Linked DNA regions of Pelodiscus sinensis: region 2 is linked to region 1. A link is a contact called in public Hi-C data. All regions are on one chromosome and are shown on one strand. The core of a region is the stretch at or near the end of the contact, and the rest is flanking DNA. Distances in the headings are between cores, read along the strand shown. Region 1 holds the start of DISP1 (dispatched RND transporter family member 1). Region 2 holds the start of LOC102458941 (calpain-8).

What was found. A called contact is a pair of places that touch in the nucleus more often than the background predicts.
Region 2: a Hi-C map of liver shows a contact between it and region 1, with 3 times the contacts expected there. The contact joins the promoter of LOC102458941 here to the promoter of DISP1 in region 1. A contact is called at or near these places in 2 of 5 Hi-C or Micro-C datasets (liver and an unstated tissue).

What each region holds. Positions count from the first base shown.
Region 1 is chr3:154,700,907-154,707,625 of ASM4963464v1, reverse strand. It overlaps DISP1 (dispatched RND transporter family member 1), which reads right to left and starts at 2,837. Exons shown (of 9, transcript XM_075925248.1): 1 at 2,710-2,837.
Region 2 is chr3:155,212,608-155,219,067 of ASM4963464v1, reverse strand. It overlaps LOC102458941 (calpain-8), which reads left to right and starts at 3,971. Exons shown (of 21, transcript XM_006133424.4): 1 at 3,971-4,347. The coding sequence starts at 4,111.

The DNA of each region.
Region 1 (6,719 bases), core at 1,588-4,087:
ACTTTGTTAAATGTAAGCATAGGCAGCGGATCAGAATCATCTAATGATGTGCATGTGTACTTCGGGATATCTATTTTAGTATATATTTATTTACATGTACGATGTAAATATTGTGGTAGAAAATTTAAATTGGTTGATATAAAACGTATGCAGAAAGGTGCATCAAAGCCAAAAGAAATGAACATGCCCTACACTTCACAAGTGCTTCAGAACATTAATAATGCCCCAAAGTTCTTTGTAGAACCAAAACAGACTACCCCAGATGTAACTCTCTATGCATAATCAAACACACATTTTACACTTTTAAATCCTTTATGAACCACCTCTTGACAACCTTTCTATGGCCCCAGCACTGTAAGATACATATCTATTTAAAAGTGAGGCATGGGTGTGAGTACTATAATGCCACCGACAGCCCAGGTGCCCAGAGCACCATTTGCGGGTCTAGTGCTTTTGCTATAACTGGAGATATTAACCTGTTTTACAGCTTGTACGTAGACCAGCCATGCCATGTTTCAAAGAAAAATTACTTATTTACCCAAAGGCTAATATAAGATTAATCTTCCCCACCACCCTTGAGCCCAGGAATGAAAGGAATCCTAGCATCTTCTTCCCCTTATCCTTTTCAGCAGGGGGAATGAAAGGAAAACAGGCTGCTCTTTCCATCAGGACATCATCCTTTAACAGTGCTGCTACTCCATTTTTCATATTTGCCCCCAACTAGCCAGTGCCTGAAGTTTTTCCAAGCACTGCTTTTACACATGAGCAGGATGTCATGAGAAACTATTACATTCAAGCAGATACACAATGTGTCTCTGAATGGAGTCACTTGCCAAATTATACAATTTCTAATTTCTTCATGCATCCTCACAACCAGCGTGTCCTAAATATAAACTGGAGGAAAGGAGAGTAACTTTTCAAAACATGTTCAAGTCTCGCAAGTACTATTTACTTTAATATGAATGGTAAAGCCTAAATCCTTAATGTATACGCATTCTTAGGAATGAGTGAAAAAAAAAATCAAGTAACTTCTTATGCACAGCTTTTTAGATAAGGGACAGAAGAAAGAACCAAGGCTATTCATTTAGCACACCTTTAAATATAGTAATATTGCTGTGTCCTCTCAGGCCTAGGAGGTCTTCAGGTAAGATTCCTCCCTCCCCACATCACCTGACAAGCACTAATTATTTAGTACATACACTAGAGGTCCTCAGCAATCCCATCAGTGACTCACTTGATGACAGAATCACTGCAAAGATGAGAATAATACTTTTTCTTCCAAAATAATTAGTAGTCTTGTGGCACCTTATAGAGTAACAAAATACGTAGTATCATGAGCTTTTGTGGAGAAGACTCTCTTCCTCAGATGAATTGGAGTGGAAATAACAGAAACCAAGATATATAACATTTCTGCTCCAACTCATCTGATGAAGTGGGTCTCACCCACGAAAGCGCATGATGCTATGTATTTGTTAGTTTCTAAGATGCCACAAGACTACTCATCATTTTTGAAGTTACCCCACTGTTCCATTTCCTGCAGCACTGATGTCACCAATTAAAATCTCAGAGACATTGCTAATGTCTTCCTGAGCTAGAATTTCAACTTCTTTGGGTACCAGGGTTAAAAAAGTAAGAGGAGACTCTGCAAATGGCTGGAAAAATCTTATCAATGGGATAATAGCCACAGAAAACCTCTTTCAAAAGCACTTCCAAATCCATGACAAACCCAAGTGCCCTTATATTATTATTATTGGTGTTGAAACGGGAGAGAAAGGGAGAAGAGCTCTGATTAGCCCGAGGCCATCCATCCCTATTGCTGCCCCGAGAGGCACTTGCTCCCACACAGCGAAGGAGCCACGAAGCCAACAAAGCACCTCACGTACCGGCTTTCAAAACACACCCGTGCACGGCCGCTACGAGAAACACCTGGGGTTGCGTGCCCGGCTCCTGCCCCAGGGCCAGCGCAGGGGCGCGCCCGCAAACCCACCTCGGAGCCGACCGGGCTGTCACGGGGCGGGGGAGCGCGCGGCCCCTTCCCCGCCCGGCTGGCCCGGCACAGCCCCCAGCGAGTCACACGCGGCGGAATAAAACCGCCCCACGGGAGCGAGGCCTACGCCAGCCCGGGCAGGGCTCGGGGCCAGCCCGCCCCCGACCCGCCCCGCCCCGCCCCCGACCCGCCGCGGGCAGCCTTGGCCCCATCGCGGCGGGGGCATCCCCGCGGGACCCGCTCCCCTCCGAGAGGAGCCCTCCCCCAGCACGGGAGCGCGGCGGGACCAGCCCCGAAGCGGGGCAGCCCAGCCCCTGGTCTCAGCGCGGACCGGTCCGGGCGGGCGGGGGTTATGCAGCGGGGGCCGGGGTGTACCTGGCTCCTGCCCGGTGCGGAGCCCCGGGGGCGGGGTTCCCCTTGCGCCCCCTCTCACTCCCGCCCCACTCCGTTGTTGTCTCTGTGCGGCAGGAAGCGCGTGAGCGGCCCCGCTAGCGGCGTCCCCAGCGCGGCGTAGTTACCATGGGGCGGACGCCCCCTCCCGCCGGAAGTCGCTGCCGGGAAGGGGGCGGGTCGGTGTCGGTCGCCATCTTGAGTGTGGCGCGGCGGGACCGCGGGGCTCCGGCTGCCCCGGACCCAAGACGCGAAGGGGTTTGGGTGGCGCCGCTCCCGTTCTGCGCTCGGGAAACTGCAGCGAGCGCCCAGCAACGCCAGCGCCGACGCACCAGCCCCGGGGCGGAGCCTCAAGCGCTCCCGCTGCAAGCCCGCCAGACGGGTCGGGGAAGGCCCAGCGCTGGGGCGAAGGGCCATTAGGTGTCTGGCGGGGATGGAGGCTCCAGCCCCAGATGTGACACCGGGCACAAGCCGGAAAGGGGCGCGTGGCACTGATCCGTCACTCCCTGTCTGCCTGAGCCCGGGGCAGCTGCAGGCAGGCCCTGCTCCCCAGCCCTGCCCCTAGCCGCTCCTACAGCGTGTGCCCCGAAGAGCATCCCACTGCAAGCCGCTCCCTGGCATCCCTAGTGAGTTTTAGCTCGCCTGCCGGCTTCTGTCCACTCCCATTGAGTAATGTGTAAACTGTATCAGCTGTGTGCCCTCAGTGGAAAACTGGGAACATACTCTGCAATATTTTGCAAGGTGCATGTACTATAAATACCCAGGGGATCATGCACCTGTGAAGAAAATGTGGTACTAAAAGGTGTTTGCGAGATAACTCTGGGGGGGAAGGAGGAAATAAATGTATCCCCAAGGAAAGATACGCCATTACTGCCAACCAGGTGTCCATCAGCAATAACATGGCAAGCAGTAATTCATTTGAAACAGAGGGTAGAAATCATTTAGTTTGCATTTTAGCAAACACCAAGGGGAAAGCTGCCTCCACAAAATTTCCTTCAGCCACAGCTTCCATGTTTCTATCTTTACAGCTTGAATGAACTTTCCTTTGGAGGGTAATCTTCAGAAGAATCCATTTCAAAGGTTCACTGGATTATTAAAAAAAAAAGACATAGTCCCATGTTATCTTTTCATCTAGGATGACAAAGAAACTGAGCACAGTAGCTCCCGAGGAGAGAGATGACCATGGGGCAGTCAACTGTCTTGCTATAAGAAGTTTGTGGTCTGAAGCTTAGACAATGCATGTTAAAGTTTTAGCATCAGAAAATGTATTTTTACATTGTAACGCTGTCTAATATTCCTTCTGCTCAATATCACTTAAAATCATCTCTCCTTTTGTTAATAAGCTTGCTTTACTTTTCATCTGCAACAGCCCAGTGCTATGATTGAATTGTTAGGTCACTTAAAGTGACAAGCCTGGGCATTTTGTCTCTTCAGGGGAACAAACAAACTACTACTCATATATGTGGTTCAAGAAAGAGCTGGAAATTGCAGATCACACAGTTTTGTGAAAATGAGGCACTAGACAGACCCAGGGCAAATAGCCCTGGATGTGTGTCACCATGTCAGATTACAAACAGCAGTTGACTGAGGAGTTTTAGACATTTCAGGTACAAAATGTGAAATGAGAAGGAGGTGTGATCTGTTTCTTTAATAGCTTTTGGAGGCTGGTAATCAGATTATTCTTCAAAAAGGTCTCTTCATCTACACAGCATCCAAGCAACACTAGGCATGATAGCAACATTTACAGAAGTACTAGTTTCTAAACCAGGATCAGGCCTTAATCTACAGGTGGTGTTAGTAGGATACCTAGAAGTACACTTTTTTTAGATTTGTTTCCTGGATTTGAACTAGTGATTTATGGATTTAAATGGCTGAACAAACAATAAGAAATAATTGCTATCGTTTTCTGCAATAGCCTTTCAAAGGCTCTGCAATCCAAAATACATCTTTCAAAAAGTAAGGTATTTAGAACTAGGGATGTTAGCGTGTAGTTGTTTACACAATTAACCAATAAGCCTGCTACTACACGCACCCTCCCCCTTTGCTCCCCGTGCATGATAACTCCCACAGAGCCGCCTGGCCCTTCATGCTGCCTCCCACAGAAGCAGCAGTGAGTGGGGCAGGTGGGAGCCGGTACACACAGGAAGCCAGCTTTCAAGATGGCTCCTTGCATGTACCTGCCCCTGCCCTCCCTCTGTGCTGCTGCCTCCCCTGTATCAGAGGCAGCAGTGTAGGGGAGAGGGGGCAGACAGGAGACAGCTCTCCATGCATGCCAACTCCCGCAGAGCCTGCTGCCTCCCCCATAAGCAGCAACGTGGGGAGGGGACCAGGTGGAGCTGGTGTTCCTGCAGATCTGCCTGCCCCTTATGCTGCTGCCTCTGATTGAGAGGCAGCAGCGCAGGGGGGGAGCTCCCTGTGTGTATTGGCTCCTTACAGCCGTCCCTCCACCACCGCTGCTGCCTCCATATCAGCAGGGGAGGACTCCTGCCTGCCCCCACGTGTAAAAGTGTAACTGCTGAAAAATTCAGTGGTTGCACAATTACAAAAATAAACATTTGCTAACATCCCTGTGCAGAACATGAGTGTACACAGAGCACATAATTGACATATCCTGTCACTTAATCTTAAGAGCAATTGCTACAGTTCAGTCAGTTATTGGTTGTACTTGTGTAATTATCTGATATCTATATAAAGAAAGATCTGGAAAAAAGATTTGTTTCTTTATATTCTGGACTGAAAGTTTGAAACAAGATTGAACTTTCCTTATCCAGGAGACCAGTGTAAATCCAAAAGTATTATCCTTTTTTTAGTTTCAGATGCTGGAAAGAGAGATTGTGCAATTATGCAGCCCAGAGAACACACAACAGTGGATATGGTTTTATTTAACTCTGTAAAGAGCAAGGGTTCTGAGATACATGTTAGAGATAAACAGACATTTATAGCAGTGTGTGGAATTAAAGGGGGGAATTAGAGTCACATAAACATAAGTTATACCATAACTGGTATTAAAATTGCTGTTTTCAGTTTAAAGATATTTTAAAAGTTACAATTATGTTTTAAAAAGCAAATATCTTGAGAGCAGGGAGGGCTTTGCACTGGGAACAGCAGGGAGTTATTAGAGGAGTTGTTGTTAGGGTTGTGTTAGGGGGGAGAGAAACAGGCTGGGCTTCCTGTGACCACTCCACCAATAACTATGCTGGCATGGTTCATGGCCCCAATAGTCTACCCTTTTGGGGACTCCACATGATGCAGGAACTGCTCCATCCTGAGGGGCTGAGGTAGCATCAGGAGGAGCATAGGCGTGCGCAGGGAGTGTGCCACGTGTGCCGAGGCACGTCGCAGTGGTCCCCAACCTTTTGGGGCTGCCAGGTGCCCGAGGGTGGAGCCACTCGCGCGCCAAGCACCTGGGGGTGGGGCCCTGCATGCTCCCGGGGGCAGGGCCACCCATGTGCCGCACTCCTGGGGCCGGCACCGCTCCTGTGCCGCACGCCCAGGGTGGGGCTTCCAATATGCCGTGCGCCCGGGGCTGGAACAGCCCAGGCGCTGCATGCCTGGGGCCGGCGCCGCTCCTGTGCTGCATGCCCAGCAGCAGGGATGCCCATACGCTGCACGCCTGGGGCCGGCACAGCCCATGCACTGCGTGCCTGGGGACAGGGCTGCCCATGTGCTGCGCGCCCGGGGCTGGCACCGCCCCTTTGCCGTGCACCCAGGGGCAGGGGCGGGGCCAGCTCTGATCACTCGGCAGGTGCACAGAAATGGCCTGGCGGGTGCCAGGGCGCCCGCGGGCACCATGTTGGGGACCACTGTTGGACCTAATGTCTCAAAAAAAAGTGGCTTTGAATTTTAATTTAATCGCATGATACACTCTTTTAAGTCAAGTTTAGTTGTTAATTTAAAAAAAATTAAGTTTAGTTAAGTTTTAGTTTTTTTAGTTTGTTTGATAAATAAAAATAATGTCCTTTATGGTTGAGTATTCAATAAATGTTCGCCTTTAAAAAAAAATTCCCTTGGTGCACACTCTAATGAAATGTTCTGCACACGCCTGTGAGAAGGAGAGAGAACCATGCTGGGCTACCCACATCAGCCTTCTTGACCATTGCATATGGCTGCAGCAGCTCATCCCTCCAATTGGTACACCACATGGAGTAGATACTTCACACTTCTGGAAGGGAGAAGAACCCCTTGAGATCATATCTGGGCTATCAGCCTTTTGTGGCCTACTAATGTGAGTTCTGTAGTTAAACTTGTTCAACAAGTCTGACAATTCTGTGGGCATTATGTGGGAACTGTTTCATTTCACAGAAGTTTGTTTTAAGATTTTACTCTTTTAATTAAAAAATAC
Region 2 (6,460 bases), core at 2,722-5,221, 510 kb before region 1:
AATGCACATGCCCTGCCTCAAGTGCAGGATCTTGTGTTCCCCTTTTAAGAGCTGACTATACCACAACAAGAACTTCAATCAGAGAGAAAATGCTGTTTTCTCAGCTTGCTATATGCAGTCGATCATCTTTAAAATCCTGTCTACCTGGTAAAAACAATAATTCTGGTGGACCCACTGCAACATGGTAATGCACTGAGACAGGGAAAATATAGTTTAATCAGGCAGTGCAGATGGGAAAAAAATAAGTTTTAACCATGCTATGGCTTTACAACTTATTCCCTCCTCCCCCGGTAGGCGCTACAATTTGTAGTGGACATAATAAAAGTGACATACGCTGATATATGCGCAGAGTGGAGCTGCCTGCTCACCAAAGCACATATAGGAAGTGACAGTCTCTCAATGTAAATGATGATTCATACATCGCAGAGTACACTGCATTTCAGTGAACAGTGCAGCTGAGATTTGCAGCCTGGAGCTACCAAGAAACTGCCAATACCCCCGAAAAGCAAATGTAAGAATAGAAAAACAATATAGCCTGTAGACAACAGCTGGAAGGAAGTTCCCAGTCTGGGAACCACAGGATATGTCCACACAGCCTGCACCAATGAGTCTTGGGCCCTGGTTCAACAGACTCCGGGTCTTGCACTACAGTACTAAAAACAGCAGGGCTACATCTAGACTGGCATGATTTTCCAGAAATGCTTTTAACGGAAAAGTTTTCCGTTAAAAGCATTTTTGGAACAGAGTGTCTAGTTTGGCACGGACGCTTTTCTGCAAAAGCACTTTTTGTGGAAAAGCGTCCATGGCCAATCTAGATGCGCTTTTCTGCAAAAGAGCCCCGATAGCCCTTTTCGCGATCGGGGCTTTTTTGCGGAAAACAAATCTGAGCTGTCTATACTGGCCCTTTTGCACAAAAGTTTTGCACAAAAGGGACTTTTGCCCAAACGGGAGCAGCATAGTATTTCCGCAAAAAGCACTGATTTCTTACAGTAGGAAGTCAGTGCTTTTGCGGAAATTCAAGCGGCCAGTGTAGACAGCTGGCAAGTTTTTCTGGAAAAGCGGTTGATTTTCCGGAAAAACTGGCTGGTCTAGACACAGCCCAGTAGTTTGGGCTCTGCAATCCACTCCCACTCTAGCCTTCAGAGCCTGACTTGGCTGGTTTTTGCACTACAGCATGAGTCCTGTGTTCAAGGAAAGGGGAAGGAACTGGAACTGCACTGTGGTCATGACTGGGACTCAGACACTTTCAAACGTGCAGGGGTTTAGAGCCAGGTTTTTGATGTGAGCTATTATCCAGAGAAAGACTACTGGTAATTGTGAATCAGATCCCAATCCTTCACTCCCCCAGAGTTTTAGGGTGGGGAGCTGGTATCTAGTTTTCACCCATCTCTGATATAACAACACAGTCTCTGGCTCACATTGTGACCTGGTACATGGGGTTACAGTGACACATCAGGTTTGGTCCCTCTACTCAGGACCATCCCTAGCAGTTCTGATGTGCCGTGCAGCCCCTCGCAGGCGCGTGTGTGTGTGTCACTTTGCAGGGGGCAGGAGTTATGGAGGAAGGCCCATTGCTGCAGGGAGCAGGAGCAGAGCAGGGAGGCACAAGGGGAAGGGGTCTTGGAGGAGAGGGTGAGACCACTCCCCACACTCCCTGGCAGGAAGCAGAGTGATGCGCCTGGGAGTCCAGGGAGCTGTGTGGACTGGGGCTGGGTTACTCCTCCTCCCACTGCCGATGGTGAGTGCTGGCCTGACCCATGCTGCTGATGCTAGGCCCCATTATTCCCCCAGGGTCACGTTGCTCAGTGGTGCAGACTTGGGGAAAAGGGTGGAATGGAGCGGGGTGAGGTTGGAGCAGGAAGGGGTGAAGCAAGGGTGGGGACTTAGGGAAAGGGATGAGTGTGTGCAGGGTGGGGGTGCAGAAGGGGCGGTGCAGAGGGTAGTGGGGGGTTGTCCTGGGTCCTGCAGCTCGCTAGGGCTGGCCTTGCTGTGTGCAGCCCGTTGGGGAGGGGGAGTGGCCATGGGGATGGGACTAGCCACTGAAGCCGGTGTCAGTGTGCAGCATGTGGCTGCTCAGGGCACCACAAAATTTGGGGCAATTTGGTGCCCTAAATTTCACGGTACCCTACACAGCTGCATATTCTATGTATTGGTAGCGATGACCTTGCCTCTACTCCTCTAGACAGAGTGGGCTGACAAGCCAAACCTGAATGGTGCTGCGTCCTGTTTCGGCCATTGGAAGTGTTGGGAGGTAGAGCATAGGAAAATGTGCCATCCTGGATGTTACAAAATGCAAGCAACTGAGCCGTGAAAGTCTTGGGTGGCAGCACCTTGTGCTTACCAGTCAAATCGAAGAGGGACCGGTAATGAGTATTTCAGAGTTCTGTCCCTGCTCTGCCACTGACTCGCTGTGTGACACAGAGGAAATCACTTAAGGCTATGTGCCTCAGTTTCCCCATCTGTAAACCAGGAATAACAACATTTACTTATCTGATAGAGGTGTTGTAAAGTGTAATCAACAAACATCTGTATGATGCCTTGTGAGCCTCAGCAAAAAGATTCAAAATATTGCCTTTATGGACAAATATCCCTGGCACAGAAGTCTCTCTTAAAATCAGATATTGAAGTTTGAAAGTAGCAGCTCTGGTTCCTCTCTGTTCAAGGTCTGCAGCTTTTTGGAGGCTAGTGACTGAAGCAGGAGCTAGTCCCCACAAGATATAACTTGAACCTGCTGCCTTCTCTTACAATGATCAGGCCTTGCCAAGCATAGTGTAGGCTCCTGTAAATAAGGGCTCTAATTAGAGGATATGAGGAAGCTTAGGCAGCAGGGCTGAAAAAAGGAAAGATTTTTTTTAGGGGAGGAACCCTCTTTAGAGATAAGGGAACCTGTCAAAAGTCAATTAGTTTACTTGTCTACAAATATTTGGTGGGTGTAAACACAAGGAAGAGAGCAGAATGATTTGGAATGGCACAACTAGGAATGGCACAACTGGGATGAAAGTGACAAAGGAAACTTTATGCTTGTTATGAGGCTGAGTAGTGAGTATTTAACAGCGAGCTTTATTAGAGTTAGAGTTGAGTGAAAATCAGAATTGCTATGAAGCATGAAGTTCTGATACCTCAACATTGGTTTTTGCCTTGATTTAGGATGAAAAATGGAAATATTGATATTAGGAATATTGCACAGAGAGGAACCAGAGCTGCTACTTTCAAGCTTCAATATCTGATTTTAAGAGAGACTTCTGTTCCAGGGATATTGATTATAAAAGCAATATTTGCATATTTTTGCCAAAGCTTTCAAGGCATCACACAAATGTTGGTTGACTATACTTCACAACACCTCTGTGAGATAAGTACAGGGGGCCCTCGCTATAAGTCCAAGATAAGTTCCAAAAAACTTGAAAACTTATAGCGAAGCAACTTTTTTTCCCCAACTTTTTTTCCTTTCAAGTAGGAATAAGGAATCTCCCGGAAAAGGGTTTATTTTCCGGAAAATCATGTCTACACTGGCGCTTTTCTCCGGCAAAAACCCCGAGCCGGAAAAAAGCGGCAGCCATGTAAATGCAAATGCCGCGGGGGATATTTAAATCCCCCGTGGATTTGCAATTCTGAATTGTCTAAGCATCCCTTTTCCGGAAAGGGATGCCAATGTAGACACAGCCATAGAGTCTGAACTGTGATCCTGCTCTGTCCTCTATAACAGGATAAACAAAGCCCCTGGTTCCAAGCACCTATGCAAGCTCAGAATTGGTCTGAATTATGTGGGTTCGGGCCATCTTTAGTTTTAAAACATTTCCCCTCTTATTCCCTGCCCTGTGCTAGAAATATAGAGGGAACTCCCAGGCTGTTATACAAATAGAAAATATAATGAGAACCGGATTCTACTGAGTCATGAGCACAGATTCTTTGTCTCCTCCCAACTTCTCTTTCCTCTAGTCTTGAGTACATATTTGCACTTTCATTGTGCCTTCTCCCTCTACAGGTGCTGGACTATGTAATCTGTTTACTCACTCCACCCCCACCTGGCCACTCACTTATATTCATCCCCTCCCATTCATGAGATAGGTGCTGTTCTGTCTTCATACAACACCACCTTGGAGGCAAACAGTGATGGCAGGAATCGCAGCCAAGTTATCCAGAGAGAGAGCTGCATTAGAAGGGCTCGGCTCCAATGAGAAGGCAGTGAAGTATTTAAATCAGGATTATGAGGTTTTGAGGCAGCAGTGCTTGCAGTCTGGTTCTCTATTTAAGGATGAAGAATTCCCAGCCTCTCCTTCTTCTCTGGGCTATAAGGACCTGGGGCCACATTCCCCCAAAACGCAGGGTATTGTCTGGAAGCGACCCACGGTAAGAGAGTTTCATCGTTATTTGTTTTACTATTAGATTCAGATGAAATCAGATTTGACCTGAACTTTCCCTCCAGAATCCAAATTGAATCTGAGCTGGAAAGTCCTTGAAATCTAGAAAAGGCATAGATTACCTTTCCTTTTCATTCTTTGCCATCTTTCCTCATCTCCCTGGTTCTAACCAGTAGTGAAAGTAATGGAATACCCTCTATACAAGGTTGCTGTTTAACTCCAAGCCTTTGGGATGTGAGAAGCCCCAGAAATGTTGAGGGAGAGCCTGTCCGCATCAGATTTCCAGCACCGCTCTGCCTATTTCAAAGGTTTCAGCATGACTGAGAAAAGCATCTGAACTTTTGGTGTTTATCCAAATGGAACCTTCCAGTCCCCTGGGTGACCAGTTCAAGCTTATTACTGGTGTCATGTGCTGTCCAGTATTAGGACAGGAAAATTAGTGTTGTACTAAATAAAAATTCCAACCCCCCAAACACCATCATTTGAAGATCTGGTTGAAAACTTTGGAATGAAATGTATTCCTAATTTTTTTAAAATTGGCTTTTTAATGAAAAAAAAAATGTTGTAGCTTAAAATGAAAAATGTAGGCATTTGGGGCTTTTTTTGATTCATTGGGTTTCCTTTCCCCCCTGGTTTCTCTCCCTTTTTCCTCTCCTTTATTTCTTTGGTGACAAAAGGAAAAATTGATACAAAGGAAAAAAGAAGGTGGGGAGGAAGCAGAGGAGTGAAACTGAAATAAACCAAACACAAACATCCTCCAAGGTGAAACTACAGGAAACAATCCTGTATATGGCCACACTTGGTGTTGGATAAGAAAACATTTTAACTCATACATTAGAATTAACATATTGTTAAACACCGCTCAGTCCCTAGCATAGACAAAGAGTCACGACTGCCAATGTGTTAGCTGGTCATGGACAACTTTAACACCAAAAGGGCTACATACTTCAGTACAGCATGATGCAAAGCCAGCCTGGGCAGGGGTAGTAACTTTGTATCCATTGCACAATGCAGCAAAATGGTGGAAGAGTCATAGACAACCTACAACTACAAAGATTTGCTGGACTGCCCTGTTCAGAGAGGCTGTGTAGAACTCTATTGCAGCCTCAAGGATGCTGTAGCAACTACAAGGGCATCATGAGTGTTCTGTGCCCTGCCTCAGGTTGTGGTGAAGGATCCTAACCTGCCACTTATTAGTTTACCTGAGAAGGGACCAGAATCCGACTCTGTCTCTTTAAAGGAATGGAAATCTTCAGTGACAAGTAACACGCTTAAAGGTCCTGCTCATTTTCCCCCTGTATTCTTTGTTCTGCGGGGTGTGTGTGTGCTTATTGCTCTAAGTTCCACCCTGGATTCCGGGGGAATGGAATTGTATTTCCTCTGATGATGTTGAAACTGGGTGATGGTGACTCAGGGTTTTTTTTTGAAAAAAAGTGGCCTTTTTTTGAAAAAACTTCCCCTGAGTCTAGACTGCTGCCGCTTTCTTTCAAAAGTAAATTGAAAGAACGCGGCAGTTTTTTCAAATGTAGTAAACCTCATTTTATGAGGAAGAATGCCTTTTTTTGAAAGTGCTTTTTCAAAAAAAGGCGCTATGTAATACAAACTGTGCTTTTTTGAAAAAGAGCATCCAGACTGCCTGGGTGCTCTCTTTCGAAAAAGCGACTTGCTTTTTCGAAAGTACTGTTGTAGTCTAGACAGTCTTTTTTGAAAGAGGCTTTTTTGAAAGATACTTTCGAAAAAGCCTCTTTTGAAAGAGGATTACAGTCTAGAAGTAGCTTCAGAGTCCATAAGTTCCTGCTGGGAAAATGTCCAGTCATGAAACAAATACTGGGTGCTAAATGTCCCCATCCCCTGGAGCAAAATGCTTCTTCACAGTGATGGACAGATTTCCTTCCATCACAGGCCTCTTTCCTGCGCTTTGTCGATGGATTTGCAGAAAGCTGCTTGGAGGAAGTAGACAATGCCTAGGGAGACATTTAGGCCATGTCTAGACTGCAAACCTCTTTTGAAAAAGAGCATCTAAACTACAACCAGTACTTTCGAAAAAGCAAGCCGCTTTTTCAAAAGAGAGCACCTTTTGAAAAAAAGTGGCATTTTTTTGA